Linked DNA regions of Macaca mulatta: region 1 is linked to region 2. The links are chromatin contacts, called in public Hi-C maps. All regions are on one chromosome and are shown on one strand. Each heading gives the region's core, a stretch centred on a gene start, on an enhancer-like site or on the middle of the called end of the contact. The rest is flanking DNA. Distances are from core to core; before and after follow the strand shown. Region 1 holds the start of SOD1 (superoxide dismutase 1). Region 2 holds the start of SCAF4 (SR-related CTD associated factor 4).

The links. A called contact is a pair of places that touch in the nucleus more often than the background predicts.
Region 1: a Hi-C map of liver shows a contact between it and region 2, with 2.5 times the contacts expected there. The contact joins the promoter of SOD1 here to the promoter of SCAF4 in region 2. A contact is called at or near these places in 3 of 14 Hi-C or Micro-C datasets (blood, cortical neurons and liver).

Annotation. Positions count from the first base shown.
Region 1 is chr3:15,683,044-15,686,771 of T2T-MMU8v2.0, forward strand. It overlaps SOD1 (superoxide dismutase 1), which reads right to left and starts at 1,588. Exons shown (of 5, transcript NM_001032804.1): 1 at 1,517-1,588. The coding sequence starts at 1,588.
Region 2 is chr3:15,610,435-15,614,045 of T2T-MMU8v2.0, forward strand. It overlaps SCAF4 (SR-related CTD associated factor 4), which reads left to right and starts at 1,773. Exons shown (of 18, transcript XM_077995859.1): 1 at 1,773-2,228. The coding sequence starts at 2,199.

The sequences.
Region 1 (3,728 bases), core at 338-2,837, 72 kb after region 2:
TACTAGTGAATTATGTGGGAATAAGTAAAGAGGGACAAAACGAAGTCTGACAAATGAAATAGCAAAATGGAGTCAAATGCCAAAGAACCTTTTCCAGAAAATCTGGAGACGTATTAAAGAAAAAAGCTAAACTCGTATCTCCCTCATACACATTTCAGACACTTGCACAGACTAACTGTTCCTGTCCTCTCACCTTTCTGTAAACCCCTTTAAAGACTGAATCTCATTCATATGATAAATATTCTCTCATGACTTTTAAGCCGAGTACCAGACAATTTTCCACCAGTTGGTAACTTCACTAAGGCTCTGGGGACAGTGTTATCACAAGCACCTTCCTTGCAAGACGTTTTGCAATTTTACTGATAATAGTTATGAAAATATTTCTGTACTACATTTTACAAGAGTCGTTCAGAAGTTTGTCTCTGACCATCTTAGCAACCTGCCTACTGGCAGAGCAATTTTAAAGCCACTTCACAGAAAATGTGGCTTAAGAAATGCTCCGACAAGAGTTACTAAGTACCAATTCCGTGTAATGGAAACTTCAGGTCTTCCCAATTTCCAAATCCCAAACCGCACCCACTGTCCTCAAACAACAGTCCTCAATCGTAGGTGCACATCAAAATCACATTTGGAAACTTAAAAAACAGCAATAATCACCTGCGCTGGGACAGGTTTTGATGTAATTGGTCTGAGGTTGGGCTCTGGTGTATTTTTAGTAAGATCTTCAAATAAGCTAATTGTGCACCCAAAGTTAAGAATCATTGCCCTCGAAAGTCCCCAAAACGGTCAGTTAAAACTCTGGCTCTCGGAGCTTAGGAGGAGGAAAAGGACCTCTATCCAAGGCTACCTTCTCTGCCCTTGCAGCCCAACCATGACCTAGAACAGAGGCCAACAAACTCCTGCAAAGTGTCACACAAACGGTCTCTGTTGCGTATTTTTGTTTACCAAAGCCTTTTAAAAATATAAAAACCATACTTAGCCTTAGAGCTGTACAAAAGCGGAGACTCCCTGACCCAGAGCGCTGAAGCCGGAACGCGGAGAGGGATGCTAAGACACCAGCCGGGCCCAGGCGCAGTCGCCACCCCGGGCCGGGCCTGTCACTGCGCCACTCGGTGTCCGCGGGACCCTCAGGAACGAGAACACAGCCAAGCAAGGGAGGAGCACAGCTGCTCCAAGCACCACGACAGAGCCCGCGGCGGCCGCCCACGGACCCCGGAGGGCAGCACGCCCACGCCCGCCCCCGCGGCAATCCCTCCCCGCGCTCCCGCCACGCGCAGGCCCAGCCCCGCGGCGGCCTCGGTCCCACACCCCGCACCCGGGCCCGCCCGATGACTCAGCACTTAGCCGGCACCGCACCGCTGGGGGCAAAGGCACCGACCGGGCGGCACGGGCCGAGGCCGGGCGCGGGACCAGGGCGGTCCCGAGGCCTGGCTGGCCACCCGCTCCTAGCACAGGTGCTCGGGGCGACGAGCGGGCGGGAGCGGCCTCGCAAACAAGCCTCCGCCCCGGCCCTTGCCTTCTGCTCGAAATTGATGGTGCCCTGCACTGGGCTGTCGCCCTTCAACACGCACACGGCCTTCATCGCCATGACTTGCTAGGCCACGCCGCGGTCCTGCTTCCGAATATTGCGAGACTGACCGCAAACGCTGCAGGAGACTACGCCGCAAAGCGGTACCACGGCGCCGCGACTACTTTATAGGCCGGACCTCCGCGCCCCGCCCACTCTGGCCCCAAACCAGTCACAGCGCACGCGCTCAGCCCGCCCCCTGCGGCAGCCTCGGGACGCGAGTGGCAGGAAATGACTGGGGGCGGGGCCAAGGGGCCGCGTGCGCCTCAGACTTCCCCCCGCCCCGCAGCCGGGAAAGGTCCAGAACCCCGAAATGTGGAAAAAAACACAGCCTTTTTTTCACGGGGGCGTGGCCCGACGGTTGCAGGACGCGAAATTGGCAAAATGATGTAAACAAGGTACGCCTTGAAAATCTGAAGTCACTTTGTCTAGAAATGTCATTGGTTATGACTGACTTTCGCCACAGCATCTCATTTGTTACTCAGAAATTAGGACGGCCCAAGATGGATGCTTTTGTAGTTTTCTTTTTTTTTTTTTTGTCTTGTTTTTTAATTTTCTGAGGGCATAGAAAGTCGCTACACCTCAATCCCTGGCCTCACCTTTTCTTCCCCTGCAGTTGTTTTAGTCCTTAGCACATAGTTTCTTATTTGGTTGGCAGAATTCGGTATTCTTTTTATATTTTTCCTGTTTGGCAACGCTACAACCCCACAGATAACCAAAACGGCAACTAGTTGGCTTCTAGGCATCTCCTGCGTTTTTGCCTGGCCCCAAGGCCACAACACTCAAGGAGGGTAGAATGGTGAAATAATTTGTGATGTCTCCATACAACAGGAATGATAAATATGACTTACCTTTCAAGGGAAATATTTCAAAAACTTTGATGAAATGAGAAAATAGTACAAACTACTTTAGTCCGGGGCGAAGGGGTTGTTTATTTGATTTTTGAGACAGGGTATTGCTCTGTCACCCAGGCTGGAGTGCAGTGGCACGATCATAGCTCACTGCAGCCTCGACCTCCTGGGTTCAAAAGTCATCCTGCTGCCTCAGCCTCCCAAGTACCTGAGACCACAGGCATGTGGCACCACACCTGGCTGATTTTTGTATTTTGGGTAGAGATGGGGTTTTACCATGTTGCCCAGGCTGGTTTCAAACTCTTGAGCTCAAGCCAGTCTGCCCACCTCGGCCTCCCAAAGTGCTGGGATTACAGACATAAGCCACCACGTCCAGCCTAGTATTTCGTACTGAGCATGGCAAAATACTCAGACTTAATTCAAGTCCAGCGTGAAACAACGATAGAAGCTATTCCAGCCTCGTTTGGAGTACACTACTATCTATTTATTTACTTATTTATTATTTATGTTATTTAGACCCTCAGACTCTAATGCATCCTCTATCAGAGAAAACACAATTCACATTTTTTTTATCATCCTCTAGGAAGTATACATATTTGCAGTTTTGCGTGTTGTATTTAGTAGTAGTTTCCAGATAATTCGTATATTCTAAACGGTTGCATAAACAGTGCAAATGCTGGCCAAACGGCCTTTGCCCAAGGCTGAAGTTTCTCTGGGTTCCAGGAAGTTTGGCCGAGTTCAGTTCATTGTAAACTTGCCAAGGGAGCCGCCCACAGACACAAGAGCGCTGCTTTGGGACAGTGAATTACTTTTCTTTTGAGATGGTCTAATGATGCCTGGGTGGTGCCTTCCTAGGACGGTCCTCACACCTGAACAGGGGGTGCCAGGCCCTGGGCCCCATACTTTACAGGGCCCTATTCTGTCCCTCTTCTGGCATCATCTCCCATGGAGAAAAGAATGTGTCGAAGCCAAGAAGATGCTCCCACCAAGAACATCATCTCTCCTAGAACAGGGGTAAGAAATTTTACTCTGTGATATTTAAGAGTATTTGTGTCTTCCTAATGCAGGGCGTCGAATCTGGGCACTATGGACATTTTGGGCCAGACAATTCTTTGCTGTGGAGGCTGTCCTGTACACTGTAGGATGTTTAGCAGAATCCCTAGCCCCTGCTCACTAGATGCCAGTAATACCCTGTCCCTCCCTGCCGGGCTGGGATAACCAAAAATAATTCCAGATGTTGCCAAATCACTCCCAGTTAAGAATCACTGTTTGTATTTATTTATTTATTTATTTATTTTGAGATGGAGTCT
Region 2 (3,611 bases), core at 523-3,022:
CTTACATACCTGTGTTCCTGGGCTTTTTCCCCCTATTTCAGCTCCTTCCACCACTAGCTGTGCACTAATGACTCCCAGATTTCTATCATCTCAGCCATCGCTCCTGACTCTGCACGTGTTTATCCAACTGCCTCCTAGACATCCTCACTTATTTGTCCCAGGGACAGCTCAAACTCCACAGGCCCCAGACGGAAATGATCCAGTTGTGTGACCTTGGACACATTAGTTCACTCACTCCCTGAATTATAAAATGAGGGCATTACTAATAGACACCTCACCGAGAAGCCTGTTACGGAGATTAAATGAAACAGTACAGAATAGCTTGTCAGGAGACCCTGGCGCATGGTAAGCGACAAGTGTTAACCATCATCCTGTCTTCCCTCAAACCCACGCCTTCTTCCCCATATATTCCCTACGTTGACTCATAAACCCACCACCCATGTCATTCATCAAGTCAGGCTCTGGGCCTCCTCCTGGACACCCCCTTTATTAACCTCACAGTTATTCTGCCTTGGCCCTTCCACTCCACTTCCTAAACATCTGTCCTTCCTTCTCCATCGCCACCACCTTCAGTCCTCATTTTCCCGGGGGGCTAGGGCCATTCTTTCCCTGTCCCCTCTTACTACTTTGCACCATCCTTCTGAGAACACTGCATCCATCACTCCACCTTCCCCTTTCAAGGGCTCCCCTCTGCCTTAAGGGGGCAAAATCCAAACTCTGGAAGAGCAAAGCCTCTTTAGGATCTGGTCTCACTCTCGTCTCTCAGTCCACCTTGCTCCTAAGCTCCAGCTGGTCCTCCTTCGGGGAGGTGATGGTGGCAGTCCTCATCAGGCTCTGTAGGCCTCTCCTCCCTCCAGATGTAGCTCAGGTGCCACTTCCTCTAGGAAGCTTTCCTGGACTTCCTGTCGGAGGCGCATCTTTCTTGTTTCCCAGGGCCTCTGCCGTAACACTAAGCATGCTTTTATAAGTATCTGCTCAGTTGCCTGTCCTCTGCACTAAACTGTGGTGTTTTCAGGCAAAACAATTATCTTTTATTCCCTGTCCCTAACACCAGGCAGCCAGTAGGTACTCAAGGAAAGTGATCAGCATAAACAGTTTTGGCCAAAAATGAAACAACTTGGTTTGAGGAATCAGCGTGAAAGTTAGTGAATCCACTCCTCTCGTGGCACAAGGCTGCACAGGCGTTCCTTAAGGCCTGCGTGGATATCCAGTGCCTGCACGTCTTTCTTGGTGTTTTAGCTCGCGCAGAATTAACCTGCACAACTACAGCGGGCACACAGCTGCACTGGCATTGGCTAAAGCTTTTTTTTCTTTTCCCCAGCAGAGCGCACGAGGGCCTGCAAAGGCACGCCCAGAGGGCCGAGGTTAAATCCTGCGCCCTTTGTTCGCGGCAGCGGAGAGCGAGCGGCTCCATGCCCGCCGCCCCCGCTGGGTGCAGGGCCGGTTAGGGCCGAACATTTCGCACAGACGCACCCGGGAGCACCGCGTCGAGCGGAGCGCGCGTGCGCCAGGTCTTGCTCTAGGTCACCCTCGCAGCCCTAGGATCCCGCGCTCTGCGGCGCCCTCCGCCCGGGCCTGGCCTCGGTGCCAGGCCGTCTCCCCGGCCCGCGGCCGCCGCTGGCGGGAAAGCGCCCGGCGTCCCGGCGTCACGCGCCAGCAGCCAGGCACGCGGGGCGGCGCAGGGCGGGACGAGGCGGGGAGGGGGCGGGGCCAGCGCAACGGGGCGGGGCAGACGCCGGGCACAGGAAGCGCCGGGAGGCCTGAGCCGTCCCAGGGTGCCCCGCGCGGCGTGGACTCGGGCAGCTGCCGCCATCCCGCTGGAGAGAGGGAGAGAGAGGCCCGCCCGCTCGCCGGCCGGGCCAGTGTGAGCCAGTGCGTGAGGGCGCGGGGGGCCGTGTCAGCGAGACGCAGAGCGCAGCCGCCACCACCAAACGGACATGTTGAAGACCGGCGCTGCCGCCGCCTCCTTTTCCTCATCCTGCGAACGGGACTGAGAGGGGGCCCGCCACCTCTTCGCCTCTGCCTCGGCCGCCCGCCTCGCCGCTTCGGCCGCAGCCTCTTCCTGCCCGGGCCTCGGGCTCCGCCGCTCGTCGCCTCCCCCCAGCCACCAGGCCCGGTTGGTTTCCCGGCCCCGCTCCGCCGCGGCGCGAGGTCTATGTGACCGGCGGGCCCGGAACAGCCGCCGCCGCAGCGCGAACATGGACGCCGTCAACGCCTTCAACCAGGAGGTAAGGGGTGCTCGGGGCAGGGGGGTGCCGGGCCTGCTGCGGGAGCCGGGGCCCGTTTCTCCCGCCGCCTGAGGTTTAAAGCTTTGGTCCGGGTGGGGACGCTTCCTGCCCCGGTTCCGGGGCGGCGGGGCCTGCACGGAGCGGGGCCTGTGGCCCGGGAGAGGTCGCGGCGACCACGGGAACTGACCCTGCACCCCTCCCCCCACTGCCCACCCCCGGACGGCGACCTCGGGCTTCCCCCCCTCGCCCCCTTGCGGCCTCCCCTAGCCCAAGTCTGTGCCCGTTCCTCTAACTTGTCCCTTTTTTGGGTCCGGGCGCCCTCGCTGTCTCTTCCGCGAGCCCCGTTGTCGGGTTCGCAGTGCTGGGAGCCCGCAAGGGGCTAAGAAAGAAGCGCGGGCGGGCGCGTGGGGTTGGGGGCGGGGGAACGGGAGCATCTGCCGGTCGTGGGGCTGGCGGAGCGGTGGCTTCAGCTCTCCTGTTGCTCAGGCCGCGGCGCGTCGACGACTGGACTCTGATCCCGGGTCTGGGAGGAGTTGGAGAGGGTGTTCATCCCCCTTCTCCGAGATTCACGCACTTGGGAAATAGGGCTAATAAACGGAGAGGGGGTGGCTCGTTATAATAATTTAAAGTCGTGAACATAACCCTCTTATAGGCTCTATAGCCCCAACGTGACGCCTAAAAAGTTGAATGGGAGAGAAGAGTATTCGCTCCGCCTTAGTCCGCTAGAAGGCTGGCGTTGTCCTCCAGTTCCCTACCCTCGCACCCCTCCCGAGGTAGTTAATCCTCCGCTCCCTTCTACGAGGACATTTACATGTGAAAACCTCTCCAAACCGGGAACAAAGCTGCCTGCGGCCTTAAAGTTCTCTAGTTGTTTCTCTGATCATTCCAGGTGTTGCTTTTGGAGTGTAGAGTCCATACATCCTATTTGTCAGAATCGATTTGGGAGGAGGAGACTTGGCTATTGATGATTTAAAATGCGGTTACAGAATGGGAACTATTGTCATGGGTTGAGCTGTATTGTCTTCCCTTTCCAAGTACCAAAGATAAAGCAACATTGAAAAATCAAATGTAGTAGTTCGAGATGTGTGGATGTGGCATTAAAAACGTGCTGCATCTCACAGATTTTGTAGGTTTACTTGTAACAATTATGGTGCAATAACTTTCCTTTAGATTTGCGGTGCTATAATATATGGGACTCTCCAATTACACTGCAGTTGAGACAATTTATTGCCATATAAGTTACCCTAAAAATGATTTTCTTCAATTGATGGGTAAATAAAATGCCCTAACTGCAGTAGTTGCAGCTGGTAATGGACAGTGTCTTGTAAAAGTTCAGTAGTGATGATTTTCAAAACAATAAAAATAATATGTCCTAGTTTTTGA